Regions from separate parts of the Capsicum annuum genome. Here regions 2 and 3 are each linked to region 1. A link is a contact called in public Hi-C data. All regions are on one chromosome and are shown on one strand. The core of a region is the stretch at or near the end of the contact, and the rest is flanking DNA. Distances in the headings are between cores, read along the strand shown. Region 1 has its middle 9.5 kb from the start of LOC107858668. Region 2 overlaps LOC107858665 (cell division cycle protein 27 homolog B). Region 3 has its middle 120 kb from the start of LOC107858668.

Region 1 (3,125 bases), core at 272-2,771:
AGTATGAAAGATGACAGTATTCATTAAATCTTAATTTAATACAAAAGTAGATGAGATAGAATCTTGATTCAAAGAGAGAAGCACATAGTGTATGAAATGAGTATATAAATTGGTATCACCTAAATTTAATATCACAATCCATAAATATCAATTTATATATCTATGTCATACAAATGTGACATATAAGAAAACACTTTATAACTGATTTCATTCAATTTATAATCTTAAGTATATCTTCTTAATTTAATATCACAATCACATTATACTCATTCCATATAAATATAACATGTAAGAAACTATTTTATAAATCTTGAATGTAATATTGATATTATACTGGTTTCATACATGAAATAATTCAAAAAATACAAGTTTGTATATTTATTTCATACACTAAAATAAATAATAACAAATAATATTTAGTGAAAGTCGATTTTTATACCAATTTCTGCAATCATTATACTTATTTCATACTGATTTTATACAAAATTGATAAACAAAACAGTTTAATAAGTATATATATAAAAGATAATTTCCACTATATTATTCTTACGAAAGTTACAATCTATATTTAAATCCTTATTTATATTGTTACCAACACAAACTGATCGTTCAATATTTTTCTCTAATATCCATTGACATATCTTTTATTGTTATATACAATGAGTATTTAATAAAGAAATTAACAATACTCCTTATATCATATTATTTTTAAAGAACAAAAGAAAAATAGAAGAAAGAGAATTTCTTATGAAGGAGAACAATCGTTGGTTGAATAATGATTCACAATGGAACAAATCGTTGGTTGAATATTCTAGGACTTCTACGCGAAGGAGTAGAATCGAATTTTGGTTTAGACATGATTCACAATGGAGAATGAAAAAAATAAATATATCAATTTTATGTTTTTCGAAAAGAAGATGAATATTATCTTAAACCCACTTTTTTCAATGAAAAAGATGAATATTATATGAAACCCACTTTTTTTCAATCTTGTATTTTCAAGGGAAGAATATGAATATTCTATGAGTAAGTTAATGGAATCAGATTTTCAATAAATTTTTGAAAGGTTGAGTATTAGAATAGAGAGAGAGAATATATATTTACCATAATTATCAATACACAATTTAAGGGGAATATTGATTACAACCCTATAAATATGAAATTGATTTTAAATTATATAATTAAAAATAAATTTTGAAAATACAATTAAAATAATACATATTTTAATTACAATTAAAATAATATATCTTTTAATAAGTTACTATAATTTGTAACTAAATTACTATTAATGCAATTATCTAAAAGTATTGCTAAAATTTATTATTTTAGATCTAATACTATAGGGGATAATTTTCTCTTAATTAAAGTGTCAAATTTGACAAGGACTTTAGATGAATTTGTGAACACTCAGTGCTTGAAATTTACAACCCACTAATCCAATTTTAGCCCACCTCAGTTCCAGCCAAATTTAGGCCCAATCATCCCTTGACCCGACCCAATAACTAATATCTAACCTGATACCTTTTCCCCCTTTTTCCATCGTTCCAACACAACTAAATTTACCGTCTATCCATGGCTACCCTCCTTTGACTGCCGACCAACGATTAGACCACCGAATAATGGCAAATTCTGGTGGTCACCACCTCTCTTCTCTTCTTTTATCTCTGTCTTTCCATCACCATCATCACTTTTCATTCATATCTTTTCAACTTTTCTTTTGTGGAAGTGAGTTGTCAAACTCTCCAAGAGGTCAATTTAACCTTATGAAGGAAGGAGTGTGAGAATTCAGTAGCTAATAGCCCTTCTATTCCTTCAGTTCGGTGGGTAATAGGAATAGCTCCATTTGAAGAACTCAAATCGTTTATATCAAAATTCAACCAAGTCACAATCTTTCAAATTCCTTCTGAAAAGGTGATTTTCCTTCACCAAACTATCACTTTTTAAAATTCAAATTTCAAATTCTCAGGCTCCTCCAAATAACCGTTCCATTTTTGCCTATAAAAGGGGGCTCTTTTTCACCTTTAGGATATGGTGGAAGTGGTAGCAAATTGGGGAATTTCTTGAGCCTACCATACTTTTTCACTCGGTTTTATCTATTTACAGTTTTTTACACTTTCCTTACTCTTGTTGCTTTACATCATTTGCATACGAAGTTCAAGTTCAAGTTCGAATCGCCAACGTGAACGCTCTAGTTCGCCGCCCCACACAATGTAAATTCTATATCGTCTAATTATATTATATTTGATTTTTATGATTCGTTGATCGTTTGAATTTACTGGTTGATTCTATATATAAGCATGAAATGAAAAATTGTTGGTCGTTCCCTCACTTTAGATTATGTATTTGTTAAATATTTTAGTTGCGATTTCTCTTGAATAAACCTATACAGTTTTTTTTTTTATCAAATAAATGGGTGTTTTGTTTCGTGTCTTTAAAGGTGAACTCGAAGCTGACATCTATTGCACCAGTTGGTTTCATATATATTTAGTGGTATGCTTATAAACTGTTTGTGAATGTGAATCAGCCCGAATAAGCTCTATAAAAACTAAAAGTTTTTTTTCTTCTTTTTGATTCATGTTCAGTGGTCTGTTTTGAGGTTAGTGCGACGGTTCTGATACTTTCAACATGGTAATAGTGACTCAGATGTGACCCTGTTTTATTTGTGTGATACTTTCAACATGGTGATAGTGACTCAGATGTGACCCTGTTTTATTTGTGTGTTCACAAGGTTCTGGCAGCCTTAATTTTGTTTGAAAATTATCTCAGAAAGCTCAAAACTTTACAGATTCTTGGTTGTCCATCACAAAATTTTGTAATTTTTTGCTTGAATAATTGAATATGACATCCATTGGTTGGCGTGTCTTGAATGGTTTGTGAACTTGATCGGAGTTTTCAGCTTCCACGCTAGAATGGAAAGGTTTTCTTATAAACTTCTAGCTCTAAGGTAGAATTAAGGATTTGGCTTGAGATCGTTATATGCTTGTTGAAGTGTTTGCATAATAGCAGTAAATCAAAAGGAAGGTTGATTCCTTTAAAAAATCGTTCCTTAATTAGTCTTGGATGCCGAGTAGGAAAAGGTTATTGCCTGTTGCGTGTATGATTGTTTAAAGTAGCTTGGCCGCTCA
Region 2 (3,405 bases), core at 101-2,600, 94 kb after region 1:
GCATACGGGCACACGCTTTGTGGTCATGAGTATGGCACATTCCTTCCTTTTCTCAAGCATTCCCTTCTTTATTGGCAAAACGTGAACCCGGCATTTCTATTCTTTTGATTCTAGAGAGGTGGATCGTTAATTTCTTTATAAGCTTGACTCACTGTCTATATTTTTCAGATATGTTGCTTTAGAAGATTTTGAAAATGCTATTAAGAGCTATCAAAGTGCACTTCGTGTGGATGCCAGGCATTACAATGCCTGGTATGGGCTTGGAATGATCTATCTCCGACAGGAGAAGTTTGAATTTTCAGAGCATCACTTTCGAATGGCTTTGGGCATAAATCCATATTCTTCTGTTATCATGTCATATCTCGGCACTTCATTACACGCTTTGAAGGTGTGGTAGTTTTCTGTTATGATTTTTATGCTGAAACACAGGATGTTGTTCTTAATTTAAATCTAATCTGCCTCTTACGGATGGACAGAAAAATGAGGAGGCACTGGAAGTGATGGAGCTGGCTATCGTAGCAGACAAGAAAAACCCTCTTCCAATGTATCAGAAGGCTAACATTCTTGTGAGCATGGAAAGTTTTGATGCTGCTTTAGATGTCTTAGAGGAGCTTAAAGAGCATGCTCCTCGTGAGAGCAGTGTCTATGCTTTGATGGGTAGGATATACAAGAGATGTAATATGTACGACAAAGCCATGCTTCATTTTGGAGTAGCATTAGATTTAAAACCATCTGCAACTGATGTTGCAACCATTAAGGTGATTGCCCATTTGCCCACTCATGCACGTGTGTATATATATGATCAAATGTGCTTCTGGTAATTTTTTCAACCAGTTAGAGCACGATGATTCTTTTCTTCTCTGGGCCTTTTACTCTTTTGTTCTTCACCCCTTCGTTTCTACATTGTGCTAATGCGCGTGTCCTGCAATCTCAAGTATGCTTTGGGGCTATTTTATGTCAAAACTGATTCAAATTATACTAGCTGATCTCTGACCTGTTCACTGTTTCCTCGTTTTCTATCAGGCTGCCATCGAAAAATTGCACGTACCAGATGAGATGGAAGATGAATTATAATATATCTGAATTAACTGGGAAATGAGAAGATCAGGCTGTAAATTATCCCGCTCGAAAGATACAACTACTTGAAGGTAGATCAGGCAGCTCTGGAAGGATTTTATGGATTGTTTGTCTCACTTGAGAGGGCATTGTGTGCCAATGTAGAGTTGTTAGTTGAGTACTTCCTGTCAGAACAGCTGTAGCACTGCACCTGCCAAACGAGGCTTCTAGTGAACGTACACTTCTCATTAATCTTCTCCAATTTCATTTGTGTTTGATTGACTTGGAGCCACCAGGAATTTTTCGCAGATCTGACGATAATCACTGGTATCATCGTACATAAATTTGAAATGTTTTAAGAGGGTGTAGCGTTATTAGTTGGGTTTTATGACGTTTCGCAGAGCGACTCTCAACGAGGACGTTGAGACTGTTCGAAAAAAAAAAAAGATTTTTTGGCGTAATCCGCCTTTACTAAAAGAAAAAAAGGTTCAAGTTTCAATCGATATTTGCGGAGTTGATTATCCCTCTTGAAAACAAAGATTTGAAGTGGTCTATGATTTACTGAGTATGCGGTATAACTCATGCATTCATGTACAAACCGGTGCAGACGAAGTAACATGAATATCTCCGGTAGTCGGTCTATTTTCATCAGCCGGCCGGTGAGTTTGGGATATGTTTGGCTTTTCTCTATCAATCATCTGGATCGATGCCGTATATCAACAGATTATGGTTTCAAGGGTCATCCATTACGAAAAGACATCTATGTACAATAATATGAGTTGTTCTTATGCAACACACTGGGATAGCTGTTGGAGCCTTTTGCTCTCATAAAATTACTTAAGAAATTAATATAGAGCAGCAATTCGGTGGTACGTTGGTCTTAAAAGCTATTAGTATTTAAGCCTTTCGACATGAAAAAAGAAGTTTTGGACAAAAATTATTCCTAGCTAAACATGGAATAACTCCTACATGTTTCAAAGCTTTTACAAGTGAAACTTTGGTACACTAGACATTTTCCTACGTATAAAATTCTAGCTACTGTACAAGCTATGTATGTTAGAACTTTTAAAGATAAAATTCCAACATTGTATCTTGGTTCTCTTTGCAACATGCTTCGGTTAATATATACATGCTACCATTGTCAATCCATGTATGTGTTGGCACGTCGGTTTAATTCGCTTCTTTCTGTTACAGATAGGGAAACTTACATTCTCTTTGTGAACTAAACAAACAAAGCAGCTGTTCCAAAGTGACAAGAAACAAATATAATATGAAAGAGAAGAAAGGAAAATCAAACAACACCGAAGGAAACGAAAATAAAGGAATTGGTAGGTACTTTTAAAAATAGTTAATACATAAAAACGAGCCTAAACTTGACACTAAATTATAACTTTGACCTTAAACTTTGATAGTGCACAAATAAGACCTTTAACTATTCAAAACCTGAACAAATATGACCTCCGATTTTGCAACCCCATGCGTGAGTCTCATTCGCGCCTACGTGGAAAGGTAACCCAATCACACGGTGCCACGTCGTTAAAAGGACTGACTTGGAGAGGTCATATTTGTGCAGTCTTGAATAGTTAAATGTCATATTTGTACACTGTCAAAGTTTTGCTTTTTGTGTTAAAACGACGTTTTTTCTTTTAATTATTATTATTATTATTATTATTATTATTATTATTATTATTATTATTATTATTATTGTTATTATTATTATAATATTTTTTTTATTTCTATAGTAGCAGCACCTAACTTTTTTTAATTTTAAAAAATTATTATTATTTTATTTATTTCTATAGCAGTAGCACCTAGTTTTTTTTTTAATTAAAAAAAAACCAACCACTAGCAGGGATTGAACTCGCACAGTAGGCTGAATGAAGTGCCCAAGAAGAGCAAATAACACCACTGGGCTATCTAAGTGCCTTGTTTCATGTGGTTCAACATTAATATACGTACATAAATATACATTTTCTATCTTATATACATACAAAGTAATTTTTTTACCGAGGGGGTTCGGGTGAACCCCATGGCAATCACGTAGGTCCGGCTCTCGTTAATTTAATAACATTTTAATTACTTTAATTTGATAACGTTAATTTAATATACTACTACTACTACTATCCTTAATAACATTAATTTAATAACGTTTTATTAAAACTATAATTTTTTTTATTATTAGTATTGTTTTATCTTTAATTTAATATTTAAATAAATAATATTTAGATATATTATATAACTTAAATTCGTCCTCTGCTTTATAATATATATACATACCCACTCGATTTTTTCACATGACGCTGACCCGCCTAATTAATAAATCTTCAATATTGCTCTTTTTCCGCAATG
Region 3 (3,171 bases), core at 289-2,788, 110 kb before region 1:
TAGTATCTAATTCACAAGGCAAAACTCTTTACAGAACTTATGGCACAATTTTGTGGGTTTTGAAACTAAGTACAACTTTTGCTTTTGCTCTAGGAATTAAGTTATGTCTATAAAGCATAACTAATGGATTATGAAATTCTTAAGGCACAACAGTGCCGGCTCTACCTAATAAAAGAAAAGGTAACCGCCTAAGGCTCTCAAGGTTTGTTTTTATTTTTTTTAGCAATAATAGATTATAGGTTTTTATTAAAAAATTATTAAATATTATTTGTAGAAAAAAGTATTTATTATATAAAAGTAAAAATTTATTAGAAGAATTTTGATGTATTTAAAGTGTGTCTCTATAAAGATTAAATGCATTAGTTATATTTACGAAAAAAATAAAAAGAATTATCTATAATATTTACAACTTTGCATCTCAAAATTTAAAATATAGACTTTATTAACTAAAGTAATTTTCCTTAAAAATTTAAGGCCTCGATTTAATTTTCGCCTTAGGCCACCAATGTGCTTGAGCCGCCCCTGAGACACAATAATTTGAACCGAGAGTTATGCCTCTATTACATTTGTTCTGTAGAAATTAATATTACATTTGTTTAGAAATTAAGCACCATAACTTATTTTGCCTTGAACAATATATCTTGCATTATACAATGATGCAAAAATATAAACTTCTGTTTTATGACTTTTATTTTTTATTTTTTTTGATATCAGGAGTATTTTCGATCATTTCTTCATTACTTGAAGTGCTGAATGAGTGGCAAAAACTAAAGCAATCCCAGAATAGGGATATTCGTGCAAATGACCCTTAGCTGGAACTTTCTTTCCTGCAATTTTTAGGAGGGTGAGGGGTTGTATTTGTGGAGTTTCTAACTTTTAAACTTGAATAAAAATATTTTTGTTAAAAGATAAGCTTAAGCAACCTGCTTGATGGATTCTCTTAAAAAAGATATCATTCTCTCTTAATTTTTAACTGAGTTAATAATTTAAATGGTCACTTAACTTTGAACTTTTATTCCAGAAAGTTACTTAATTTTAGATTTTTATCCTAGAAAGTCACTCAACTTTGATCTTTACTCAGAAACACTCAACTTTCACATTTTTACTAAGAAAGTCATTCAACTTTTATATTTTTACTCAGAAAGTCATTCAACTTTCACATTTTTCTTTCTAAGTAAAAATATAAAAGTTGAGTGACTTTCTGAAATAAAAATTTAAAGTTGAGTGACTTTCTGGGATAAAAATCTAAAATTGAATGACCATTTGAGTTATTGACTCATTTTTAACTACGTGTAGGTGGCTCCTGTCTAGGATAAACTCAGTTGGGTCTCACTTTTTTCTAAGTCTCTTTATAAGTAAATCAATCGTTTTTGGTGAAATTCAATCTACCACTGAAAATTCACAAGTACCAAACTATTAATAAGAAAGCAATAGGCTAATTAAAAGGATCGACAGTAAGTTATTTGAGACAAGAAATTTATGAAGTTATTGTGAATAGCATGGGGCGACTCAATTGTGATTATGAAATTGTTGAATATCCAATTATCACTTATAGAGCCCTAAAAAAGAAGGCAGCAAGTCCTGCTTCCTCTTCGCTTAACAAGATTGATTTTCACCCATATATTAAGAAGTGGTGAAAAAATATCGCAGAGAAAATGACAAAATGATCTTGTATGTTTGTTCAAAAAAGTTTCTAAATATGTACGGGACAATGTTTAATCCTTCACGCTTTTTCAAAAGAGATAATAAATCAAAAGTCCCTTAAACTTGCTCTCTCAACTCATTTTAACACTTAAATTTAATTTTCATTTATTTACCCCTTAATATTTTTTAAAGTAAATTTTTTCATCCCTTAATATTTAATACCACTCTCATGAGGAAGAGTGTATCACATTCACTGCCACATCACTGTCATATCAAAGCCACATAAAAAGTTCGATTTTTCTAAAAAAAATTAATCCCCACACTTTATTTTTACATATATTTTTTTAAAAAAATAAAAAAAATATATATATAAAATAAAAAAGACACCGTCCACCCCCCCCAAATTTTCTTTCTTCGTCACAACCCCCACCTACCCCGCCCACCCTGCCCCTTACCCTACAACGTAGCCCCCTTCCTCCCCCTCCTTCTATCTTCTTCAAATGACCCCACCTCTCCCCTCACCTCCATTTTCTATCCTTTCAAACTTAAAACATATTACCAATTCAAGAAACAATCAATTCAAGAAACACCAATTATTCCTTCATCAAACCACCAATTGAAGAAACTCAAATTTTAGGCACAACTTTACAACATCATTAGAAAACTCTAATAATCAATTTAGATATCAATCATGATTTTAATGAACTTATTTTTTTTTTTGTTTTCAAGTTTTTTCAAGCTTCAACAATGACGGATACAAAATTAAACTAGCAAAATTTATACCAATCAAACTCAAAATTCAAGTACAACTTTACATCATCATCAGAAAACACCAATAATCAATTTGAACATCAACCACAAATTCGACAAGAAATTAATTCAACAACAAAGTTTAACCCATTAAAATTTATAACTTTTCACACACATTTTTCCTTTTTGAAGAAATTAATGAAGATAATGGAAGTGGAGATGGAGAGTTAGAAGAAGGAGAAAAGAAATTGGGATGGATGGTAAGAAGGAATACAAGAAAATGGGGGTGGGGGGTGGGGAGGGGGGCGAGGGGGCATGAAGAAGATGAAGATCGGATGGGATGAGAGGTAAGGGGTGGATTTATATATATATATATTTTAAAAAAAGAGGGGCCATATCAGTTTTAAAATTAAAAAACACGTTTTGTTTTAAATTCACGTCAACTTGAGGGATGAAAAGAATTCACTTTAAAAATGTTAAGGGGTTAAATAAATGAAAGTTAAGTTTAAGTGTTAAAGTGAGTTGGGAGGACAAGTTTAGGAAAGATTTTGATGTATTATCTCTTTCCAAAATGTAATACTTTTAGTTTCCGACAAATATTTATCGAATTGTCTATTAGACTTGACTGGAACAATGAAAATCTAACTATAAACACCAAGAAAATCTCATCAAATTTAAAATATACAACAGAAAAAGGCTATACTAGCTACTAAAAGATATAAAACGTCGTAAATATTACACCTTAAAAAATTATACCACACTCCTCACTCTAAATAA

The links. Hi-C and Micro-C count contacts between places; a contact is called where the count stands out from the background.
Region 2: a Hi-C map of leaf shows a contact between it and region 1, with 3 times the contacts expected there. The contact joins two enhancer-like sites. A contact is called at or near these places in 5 of 5 Hi-C or Micro-C datasets (bud, leaf, pericarp and 1 more).
Region 3: a Hi-C map of leaf shows a contact between it and region 1, with 2.6 times the contacts expected there. The contact joins two enhancer-like sites. A contact is called at or near these places in 4 of 5 Hi-C or Micro-C datasets (bud, leaf and placenta).

Annotation. Positions count from the first base shown.
Region 1 is chr2:83,110,945-83,114,069 of UCD10Xv1.1, forward strand. No RefSeq gene overlaps it. Among protein-coding and RNA genes, the nearest start is that of LOC107858668, 9.5 kb to the right of the region's middle. Within about 2 kb of position 1,522, at least 5 of the 5 cell types and tissues checked have an H3K27ac peak or open chromatin away from gene starts, as enhancers often do. A contact at or near this core is called in bud and leaf, where this site is marked.
Region 2 is chr2:83,204,626-83,208,030 of UCD10Xv1.1, forward strand. LOC107858665 (cell division cycle protein 27 homolog B) reads left to right here. Exons shown (of 15, transcript XM_016703422.2): 12 at 1-29; 13 at 169-388; 14 at 477-758; 15 at 1,024-1,338. The coding sequence ends at 1,074. Among protein-coding and RNA genes, the nearest start is that of LOC107858665, 20 kb to the left of the region's middle. Within about 2 kb of position 1,351, at least 4 of the 5 cell types and tissues checked have an H3K27ac peak or open chromatin away from gene starts, as enhancers often do. A contact at or near this core is called in bud and leaf, where this site is marked.
Region 3 is chr2:82,996,808-82,999,978 of UCD10Xv1.1, forward strand. No RefSeq gene overlaps it. Among protein-coding and RNA genes, the nearest start is that of LOC107858668, 120 kb to the right of the region's middle. Within about 2 kb of position 1,539, at least 3 of the 5 cell types and tissues checked have an H3K27ac peak or open chromatin away from gene starts, as enhancers often do. A contact at or near this core is called in leaf, where this site is marked.